Linked DNA regions of Mus musculus: region 2 is linked to region 1. The links are chromatin contacts, called in public Hi-C maps. All regions are on one chromosome and are shown on one strand. Each heading gives the region's core, a stretch centred on a gene start, on an enhancer-like site or on the middle of the called end of the contact. The rest is flanking DNA. Distances are from core to core; before and after follow the strand shown. Region 1 has its middle 26 kb from the start of Gm51762. Region 2 overlaps Akap7 (A kinase (PRKA) anchor protein 7).

The links. A called contact is a pair of places that touch in the nucleus more often than the background predicts.
Region 2: a contact with region 1 is called in a Hi-C map of the N1E-115 cell line, with 4 times the contacts expected there. The contact joins two enhancer-like sites. A contact is called at or near these places in 6 of 39 promoter capture datasets (the 3T3-L1 cell line, 3T3-L1-derived adipocytes, the HPC-7 cell line and 3 more), 2 of 15 datasets of contacts at CTCF or cohesin (CD8 T cells and pro-B cells), 10 of 484 Hi-C or Micro-C datasets (the HL-1 cell line, the N1E-115 cell line, bone marrow-derived macrophages and 7 more), 4 of 115 datasets of contacts at active chromatin or transcription factors (craniofacial prominence, embryonic stem cells, neural progenitor cells and 1 more) and 4 of 9 other capture datasets (adipose tissue, embryonic stem cells, liver and 1 more).

What each region holds. Positions count from the first base shown.
Region 1 is chr10:25,059,730-25,064,083 of GRCm38.p6, reverse strand. No RefSeq gene overlaps it. Among named protein-coding and RNA genes, the nearest start is that of Gm51762, 26 kb to the left of the region's middle. Within about 2 kb of position 2,228, at least 31 of the 459 cell types and tissues checked have an H3K27ac peak or open chromatin away from gene starts, as enhancers often do. A contact at or near this core is called in the N1E-115 cell line, where this site is marked.
Region 2 is chr10:25,206,332-25,210,382 of GRCm38.p6, reverse strand. All of the region lies in intron 7 of Akap7 (A kinase (PRKA) anchor protein 7), which reads left to right. Among named protein-coding and RNA genes, the nearest start is that of Gm36313, 54 kb to the right of the region's middle. Within about 2 kb of position 2,577, at least 6 of the 459 cell types and tissues checked have an H3K27ac peak or open chromatin away from gene starts, as enhancers often do. A contact at or near this core is called in the N1E-115 cell line, where this site is marked.

The sequences.
Region 1 (4,354 bases), core at 979-3,478:
ATGTGTGTGTTCATGCATGTGTGTGCATATGTATGTTTGTGCATGTGTATATACATGAGTGTGTGCCTAGATGTGTATGCATATACATATATGTGCATGTGTGTGCATGTAACTTTTCTATTGCTGTGAAGAGACATCATAACCAAGGTAACTTATAACATAAATCGTTTAATTGAGAACTTGCTTACGATTTCAGAGGGTGAGTCCGTGACCACCAGGGTGTGGAGCATGGCAGCAGCAGGCAGACATGGTGCTGGAGCAGTAGCTGAGAGCTTGCATTGTATCCACAAGCAGCAGGTAGAGAGGGGACAAGACTGGACCTGGCAAGGGCTTTTAAAGTCTCAAAGGCCACCCCAGTGACACGCCTTCTCCAACAAGGCCATACTTCCTAATCCTTCCTAAACGCTCCATCAACTAGGAACCAAACATTCAAATATATGAGCCCTGGGGTGTGGGGGCATTCTCATTTAAACCACCACAATATCCTTTTATTTGTATTCATTTATTTTTATTTTAAGAAAAGACAAGATATAGACTAGGAGAAAAAAAATCTTAGTAAAACATGTACTCACTGAAGGACATATCCAAAACACACAAAGAGCTCTTAAAAGTAAATAATAAAAGATAAACACCAAATTCAAAGAGGAGCTACTGATCTGAATAAACACTTCACCGCAGATGGTATCCAGACAGGAAACAAGCAAATGGGTCAGTTTGATGAAAATAAACTCAACTGTGTACGCCAGTGTGATGGCTATTCCCAGTTGTCAACTTGACTACATCCGGAACGAACTACAATCCAGAAATGGAGGGTACATCTGGGATCCAGATCTTGAAGCATAGTGGCCATGAGAAGCTTTGGCCCAGGAAAGGTAATACATGCCTTTAATCCTAGGAGACGGAGGCAAGCAGATCTCCTATTTCAAGGCCAGCTTGGGACAGAGGCAGTTCTAAGCAAAGAACAGCTTAGGTCCAGTTGGGGTGGTCTGGGCTGTACCTTCTGCTGGAGACCTACGTAAGGACATTGGAAGAAGGAACATTCACTCTTCTTCGCCTGCTTGCATTTACTTGCCAGCATCTCTGTTGGAACCTACTTCTCCAGAAGACCAGCTGAAACAACTAGCCTCGGGGACTGAGCAACTACTAGATTCTTGGACTTCCCATTACGGCTGCCCATTGTTGGGTTAGTTGAACTGCAAACTGTAAGTCATTCCAATAAATTCCCTTAATATATAGAAACTTTCCATTAGCTCTGTGACTCTAGATAACCCTGACTAATACAGCCAGTTAGAAAATAGCAAATGTCAAAAATACCACACCTCTTGGAATGGCTAAAATACAAAACACATTACAACATTTCAGAGAAAAATTATGCATTGTTAAAGCATGGTTCCGGCCGGCTGGCCAGCCAGCCAACCAAAAAACATTAAAACTGGAAATAATCAAAACACCTGCACACAAAATCATAGGTCAATACTTGGAAGTATCCTCAAGCCAAAAAAAAAAATATGGAGAAATTGAAACAAATAAATTATAATCTTTTGAAAAAATAGGAATGAATCCTAGCAACAAAATTGGGCTAAAAAGTGAACTACAGACCATAGTGTACACAAAAGTGAGCTACAGATCATAGCGTACACATAGTATACACATAGTGCTCACATAGTGTAGCAACGATAAAATGAACTTTAAAAATATATTTATTCTTTATACTTTACCTAAAACCTTTAGATGTTTGTTGACATGTAGTAGATCTAACTTAAACATGTTTAAAGGTGGGGGGGGGGCGTCTATGTAACTGAAGATAGGAGAGCTGATAAATATGATTTTCCTTAATAAAAGTTCAGCGTCGGGGTTAGCAAGTCTCTCTTGCGTCATTAAGAGATATTCTTCACACAGTCTCAGAAACAAGATGTAGTTAACACAGCTTCTTATTGGATACTGTCTGAACTTGCAAAAGATGCCTTTGCTCAACAAAGTAAGTTGTAGTCTCAAGTAAAATGTAAAAATCACTTATGTCCCAAAATTATAGCTTGTGCTCTGGCAACGTTCACTGTGTACTTCCGTCATCTCTATAAATAGAAGCCAGACCAGGCCCTGGGAAGACAATTACTGTTGTGTGACAGTGACTCAAGCTGGCATTCCGGACACTCACGACACACCCAAACATTCTCAGAAATCCTCGGAGTCCAGGGGCTCAGGGCTTGCCCCTCACTATCTCTATAAAACTGTCATCACACCACTACATACACAGTTCCCATTCAGCATCAGGTCACTTCGAGGTCAGTGCTGTGACTGCCTACATCTGACAGAGGCTAAAGGTGGTCCTGATGAATTTAGGTCCTGGATCCCCACTGTTTCTACAAATCAGAAGACATAAAATGTGTAGCTGTGCAAGACGACAGGAAGCAGGGGCCTCGAAAGAATCGACGTTCCTCCACTCTGTTAGCACAGCTGACTCCTCAGAAGGAGATCAAAGGTCAAAGGCACCCTTTGGAACGTTTCTCATTCACTCCACTTTCTCTTCATGTTTCCCCGAGTCTGAACTTGAACATTCAGTGACTAGCCAACTCCTTATAAAGTGTTATTTACATCATCACGAGTAACTGCCACCCTTAAACAGAGAGTTGTAGTGGGTTGGTCTGATGCTGCTTGTATTCTAATGCAAATACTGGCTTCTCAAGATATGATTTCCTCTAGAGAGTCAATCTCACTATGTGGTGTTATCCAAGTGATGCTATGTGAACATTGCTCTCTAATTTAACTGTCAAATAAAATAAAACACCTGGTTTGTGTGTCTTTTATATGGGCTAGCTAAAATTATAAATCCATACTATGGGGATTTCTATTGCTGCACAACTAATTCAACAAATACACAGTGAACTCCCACAGTAGCTGCAAAGAACAAGACAGAATGCCTCTCTGGTGGGGAAAAGAAGGAATAAGCTTTCATATGTATAAGGCCAGCGTGCTCACTGTATGATGCTTTCTCCCTCCTCAACAGGCTCGCACTCCCTCAGAGCTCAGATATGCCTCACAGTAGGCCTTCAAGAACTTAACCTTGCTGGGTACTGGAACTTCATATTCTCTTACATTACAAACCCCTGTGTTTAAACAAGGCAATGTTTTACTCAAGGAGGAAATGGTTTCTCTAATGCAGCAGTTCTCAACCTGTGGGCCACGGCCCCTTTGAGAGTTGAACGACCCTTTCAGAACAGTAGCAAAATTATAGTTATGAAGTAACAACAAAAATCGTTTTATGTTTGGAGGTCAGCACAACTTGAAAAGCTCTGTTAAAGGGTTGCAGAATTAGGAAGGCTGAGAAGCACTGCTCTACCATAAACCATCTTCACTTCATTGAATTCACAGGTATTTATAGCAAAGTCTAAGGTAGGGGAGAATTTAGTCAGATACTTAAAAAAAAAAAAAGGACAGGCACTCACATTTTATCTGTTGGTATGATGCTTAAAAACAGTCTTTACAATCAAATCACAACCATGAATTCTAAACATTAAATAGCTTAAAGCAGAAAGCTACATCAATTTGTACTGAATTGCAAAAATCTATCATAGCAGTTTCATCGTGAGAGTTTTTGGATTGTCATATTTATTAGTGCTGTTCTATGAACAGGTAAGTGTAGGAATATTTACGATGAAGTGTGGCTAGACATTTCAGACCTAAGACATCAATAGTTCCTCCTATAAAGCTGTCCTAAGGAGATAAAATATAGGAACAAGCTTAAAACACAGATGTAAAAATGAGTTAGCAAGAGTAGAAAGGACTATCATGCAAGCAGGTGAAAGGCTTTCATGAAACAGTAAATATGATACCACACCGAGTTAACGAACTAATCACAGAAACTGTCTCAGTGGTTTCAATTCCTGATGACCACGCCTATCCACTCAGAGGGGTTCACCCTCTCCAGCAGCCATATTCATTTTCTGTGACCTCAGTGAGTTTACAACTACAATTAAGGTAGAAGAATATTCTGGGACAGAAGGGACAGTGCAGTTGGTAAAGTGGCAAAGATTTGTGTTGCATCCCAAGGCCCAAGGATGTGTGCTTTCCGATACCCTGTGCTGCTGTGGCAGAGACAAGATGATCCCTGGAACTAGCTGCCGGTTAGTCTAGCCTAGTTGGTGAGCACTAGGTCATAAGAGGCTGTATCTAAAAGGAGGTGGATGCTGTCTCTGAGAATGGCTTCATACATTCCACTTAAACTGATGTTGTTCCTTTAAAAATGATCACACTTCAATTGGATAAACAAAGAGGATGTAGATACTTTCATCTGAAACTGGATCTAATCTTACTTCTAAGCTCCCTTGTTTGATGGGAAAATTGTAATTTGGGCATA
Region 2 (4,051 bases), core at 1,328-3,827, 150 kb before region 1:
ACAATGAAATAGATATACATAAGTGCTAGAGAGATACTTATGGGGAGGTGGGATGGGGAGGGGGTCTGTATGCAAGGCATGCTTATGTGAAATTGGAAAGAAAGTAAAATAAATGTTAAAAAATAGGAAATGAATATGAGGATATCCTGTTGCCAGTAGTCAGTCTAACTAATCCATCACATTATCATGGTGTCTATGATAAAAGTTTCACTATCCCAACTACTACTTAATAATATTTCCCAAATGCTCGGCATATAGTTCTGACTTACATATGTGTGTATTTTGGAGTGCTTACTACAAACAGGTTCTTACTTTTCTAATAGTAGAACACCTGTTTTTATATGTATTATTAAATTACCATTAAAGACTTGCATTATTCCCGAGCCTCCATTAGATTGGTTCATGATCAGCACTGCATTTCAAAAGCAAGGATGCACATGTAGGTTTCTGTAATGTTTGATATGGCATATATGTATCTATGCCATAGGCATAGGTTGTGGAACTGCTAGCTCATCTCCAGACAAAGCTTTAAGATATGTAACTGAGAAGATTAATCCTGGAGTGACTCACAGTATTTTAACTGACCTATCAGATGAGCAGGTGGCTCCCTCAGTTGCTCACTAAATATTTTGAGGCAGAGTCTTCTTCTAAACTCCGAGCTTGCAGACTCAGCTAGATCAGCTGCTGAATAGACCCCAAGAATCTTCCTGCTTCTGTCTCCCCGCTGCTGGGATTACAGCTGGGTGCCACCATATCCAGCTTTTGTATGTGGGTGCTGGGGATTGAACTCAGGTCTTCATGGTTCTGCTGCAAACACTTCTCAAGAGTTCCATCTCCCCAGGCCCCCTTTCTTCCCTTTTTTTTATTTCATCAAGGCTCCTAGCCTGTGGGATGGCGTTCTTTCAGGGTGGGTCTTTTTTCCTCAGCTAATCCCCTCTGGACACACCCATCAGAGATACCCAGAAGTATATCTCTCTCTAAATATTCTAAATCAGTGGTTCTCAACGAACGGGCTGTAACAGCTTTGGGTCAGTTTTGTTCCAATAAAAATACACCCTACATATTAGATATTTGTATTATGATTCACAACCGTAGCAAAATTGCAGTTATGAAGTAGCAATGGAAAACATTTTATGGTTGGGGGGGGTCATCACAACATGAGGGACTGTATTAAAGGATCAAAGCATTAGGAAGGCAGTGTTATAAACCCAGTTGACAAAGACAAGCAACTATCATGATGTCTGTGAGTGCCTAGTGTATATACAGACATGGTTGAAGATGGTTTAGTTGTGTTAGCTGTGATAAAGTTGACAAATGTATATATTATTCAAAATAATCTGGTAATGAGAGGAGATCATAGGAGACGCAGTTGTCATACAGTCAGTCCTCCTCCATATTAGTGAGGGGTGGAAGAACCAGGGCTAGAACAGGAGGGGGGGGAGAGGGAGAGGGAGAGGGAGAGGGAGAGGGAGAGGGAGAGGGAGAGGGAGAGGGAGAGGGAGAGGGAGAGGGAGAGAGATCGCACTAGTGAGCCAGCAGAGTACAGAGCTGAAAACCCAGCGAGTGAGGTAGACTCAGGCCCTTTTCTACTTGTGCTGCTGCTTCCCACGTACACAGCTTTGTGCACAGCACTTGACTCCAAGCCATTTATAAAATGAGGACAGTGGTTGTGACCCCCTGCGTCTCCTGTGAATGCTGAATGAGGTCATACAGACACGGTTAGCATCAGGCCTGACTACGTTGTGCTCATTATAATTGCTGCCTTGTGCGGCTTTCCTGAGCCCAGGTGAGGACTTAAGGAAAAGTTAGTAAAAGAAAATGCTAGGCTTTTTGTTTGTTTGTTTTTAGTCTGTATTGGGAATACAGGCAACAAGAATTGAGATTCTTAGGAGAGTCAAGGCATTCAAACAGTGTACTGAAGAATTTGTAAACTGTCTTTACTGGCCATCTTTTCCAATGGGAGAGAGTAACCTGAGATCTGGTGTTTAGCCTGATGTTTGAGTAACCTATGAAGTTCCTTCAATGGTTAGGTTCCACACTTCATCGATTTTGTGCAGGACTTGATGAAAGTCCCTGAAAGGCAGGAATCCTCCCTTGGCAATGCTGGGTTTTCTTGCTCTTCTGTGTCTATAGCTGAAAATAGAGGGCTCGCCCTCTTTTGGACCCTGCGTTCTCATCTGCTCTGATTGGTTGAACTTCTCAGTTTCAAAGTTAAGTTTACCCTTAGAGCCCCTATGCTTCCTGTATTAGCATACAAAAGGTGTTCATTGTGGTGACCACTGTGTGGCAGGCTGGAGATGCTGAGTATCAGACCCCCTGTCACTGTCAGCTAGCCGTCTGCCCTTGCTCTCTGCCCTCTGAGCAGGGAGGTGAGTCTCCCATGTAATTTACTTCTCAGCACAGGAAAGGGCTTTGGCTACACATGTTGTTTAAAGCTGGGCAGCATTTGCATGAAAGAACAGACCGATAGTAACCGTGAGGAGGCATTTGAGAACTGGCATCAAGCAGCGTTTCATTAGATGAGATCTTAGATACCCGTTGTGGATTAATTGGTAAAGAACGAGCTGGCTGGGGAGGCTCATATCTACAGCTCCATCACTTGGGAAGCCAAGGCAGGATTGCTGTGAGTTGTGGCTACCCTGCACTATAGAGTGAGACTCCAAAATCACAGCACAAAACCAAGTAGAGACTTATTTTTATATCCTTAGTTTTCTATGTATCTCTGCCCTTCCCTTAACTCACATATGCTTTGGATGGCTTGTTATATTTTTCTTCCGTATGCTTTATAGGAAAAAAAAAATCTTTCCAATTACATGCTAAAATTACACCGAGAATGGCAATTTACAACTACACATTTCTATAACTTTTAACTTACAAAAAGAAAGAAAAGTACTGTAAAGAGAGGCAGGAAGTCTGCTGGGATCTGACCCAGTAGGAGTGACAAGCCAGTAAGGAGTCACACACTTCAGAGGCAGGTCTAGACAGACAGACTGACAGAAACTCCTGAAGGGCGTAAAGTATAAGGACAGCGTTTGCATATCAGTATTCCTGGATGTAGCTTCTGAATCTTTTGTTTTAGCAACAGAAAGACTACAAAGATGCAGGAGTGTAGCTTCTGGGTCCGCGCAACAGACCAGTGCTTATTGTGTTATTTGTTTTTCTTCTATGAACATCGAGAAATCAGGCCTTGGGTGTAGCTCAGTTGGAAGAGAGCTTTCCCAGAAAGCCCTCATGCTTCATTTCAGCACCAGGAGTGGGGGCACATGCCCGTGGACCAGCACGTGGGAGGTGGAGCCAGGAGGATCTAAAGCTCAGAGTCATGGTTGGCTCTGTGGCTAGTTGAGGCCAGCTTTGTCTAGTGTCTAGTTGTCTCTAAACAAACAAACATAAAGAAATAAACTACAGTGTTGGATATGATTATCCTATTTCCTTCAGGCGCAATAATTCATCTTTTGAGATCTTAGTGTTTGTGATTTTTGTTCACTAACTTTATTAAGCATTTATGTGTATGTGTACACGTTCAGATATATCCTGTGTGCATATGTGTGCAGGTGCATAGGCGTGTGTGTGTGTGTTTGTGTGTGTGTAGCAGAGGTCTAGATAGGGTGTTATCCTCCATTTTTTTGAGACCAGGTCTCCCACTGAATCTGGAGCTTGCCAATTTTGCCAGACTGACTGGCAGCGAGCCCAAGGGACATCCTTTTCTCTGCCTTGCGGCACATGCTGCCTTGCCCAGCTTTTACATAACACTGGGGATTTTAACTCAGATCCTCATGTTTGCATTGCAAACAGTTTGCTGACTGAGCCCTCCCTCTAGCTGGTCTAGGGCCTTAGCTTATGTTCCATTGAAACTATGGCATTTTTCTCTTAACGGTTTCCTTTTGTGTGTCACCTATCACACAATCACAGACTCTCCATGCTGTGTTCCTTGTTTTAAATGCATATATGTTCCAGAATTTGGAGTGATAGAGCAGGTCTTTCCTCTCATCATGCTTTAGGATTTAATGTCCCTTTTCTCACCACTATTTTGAATAAAAGGCTCTTTTTATTT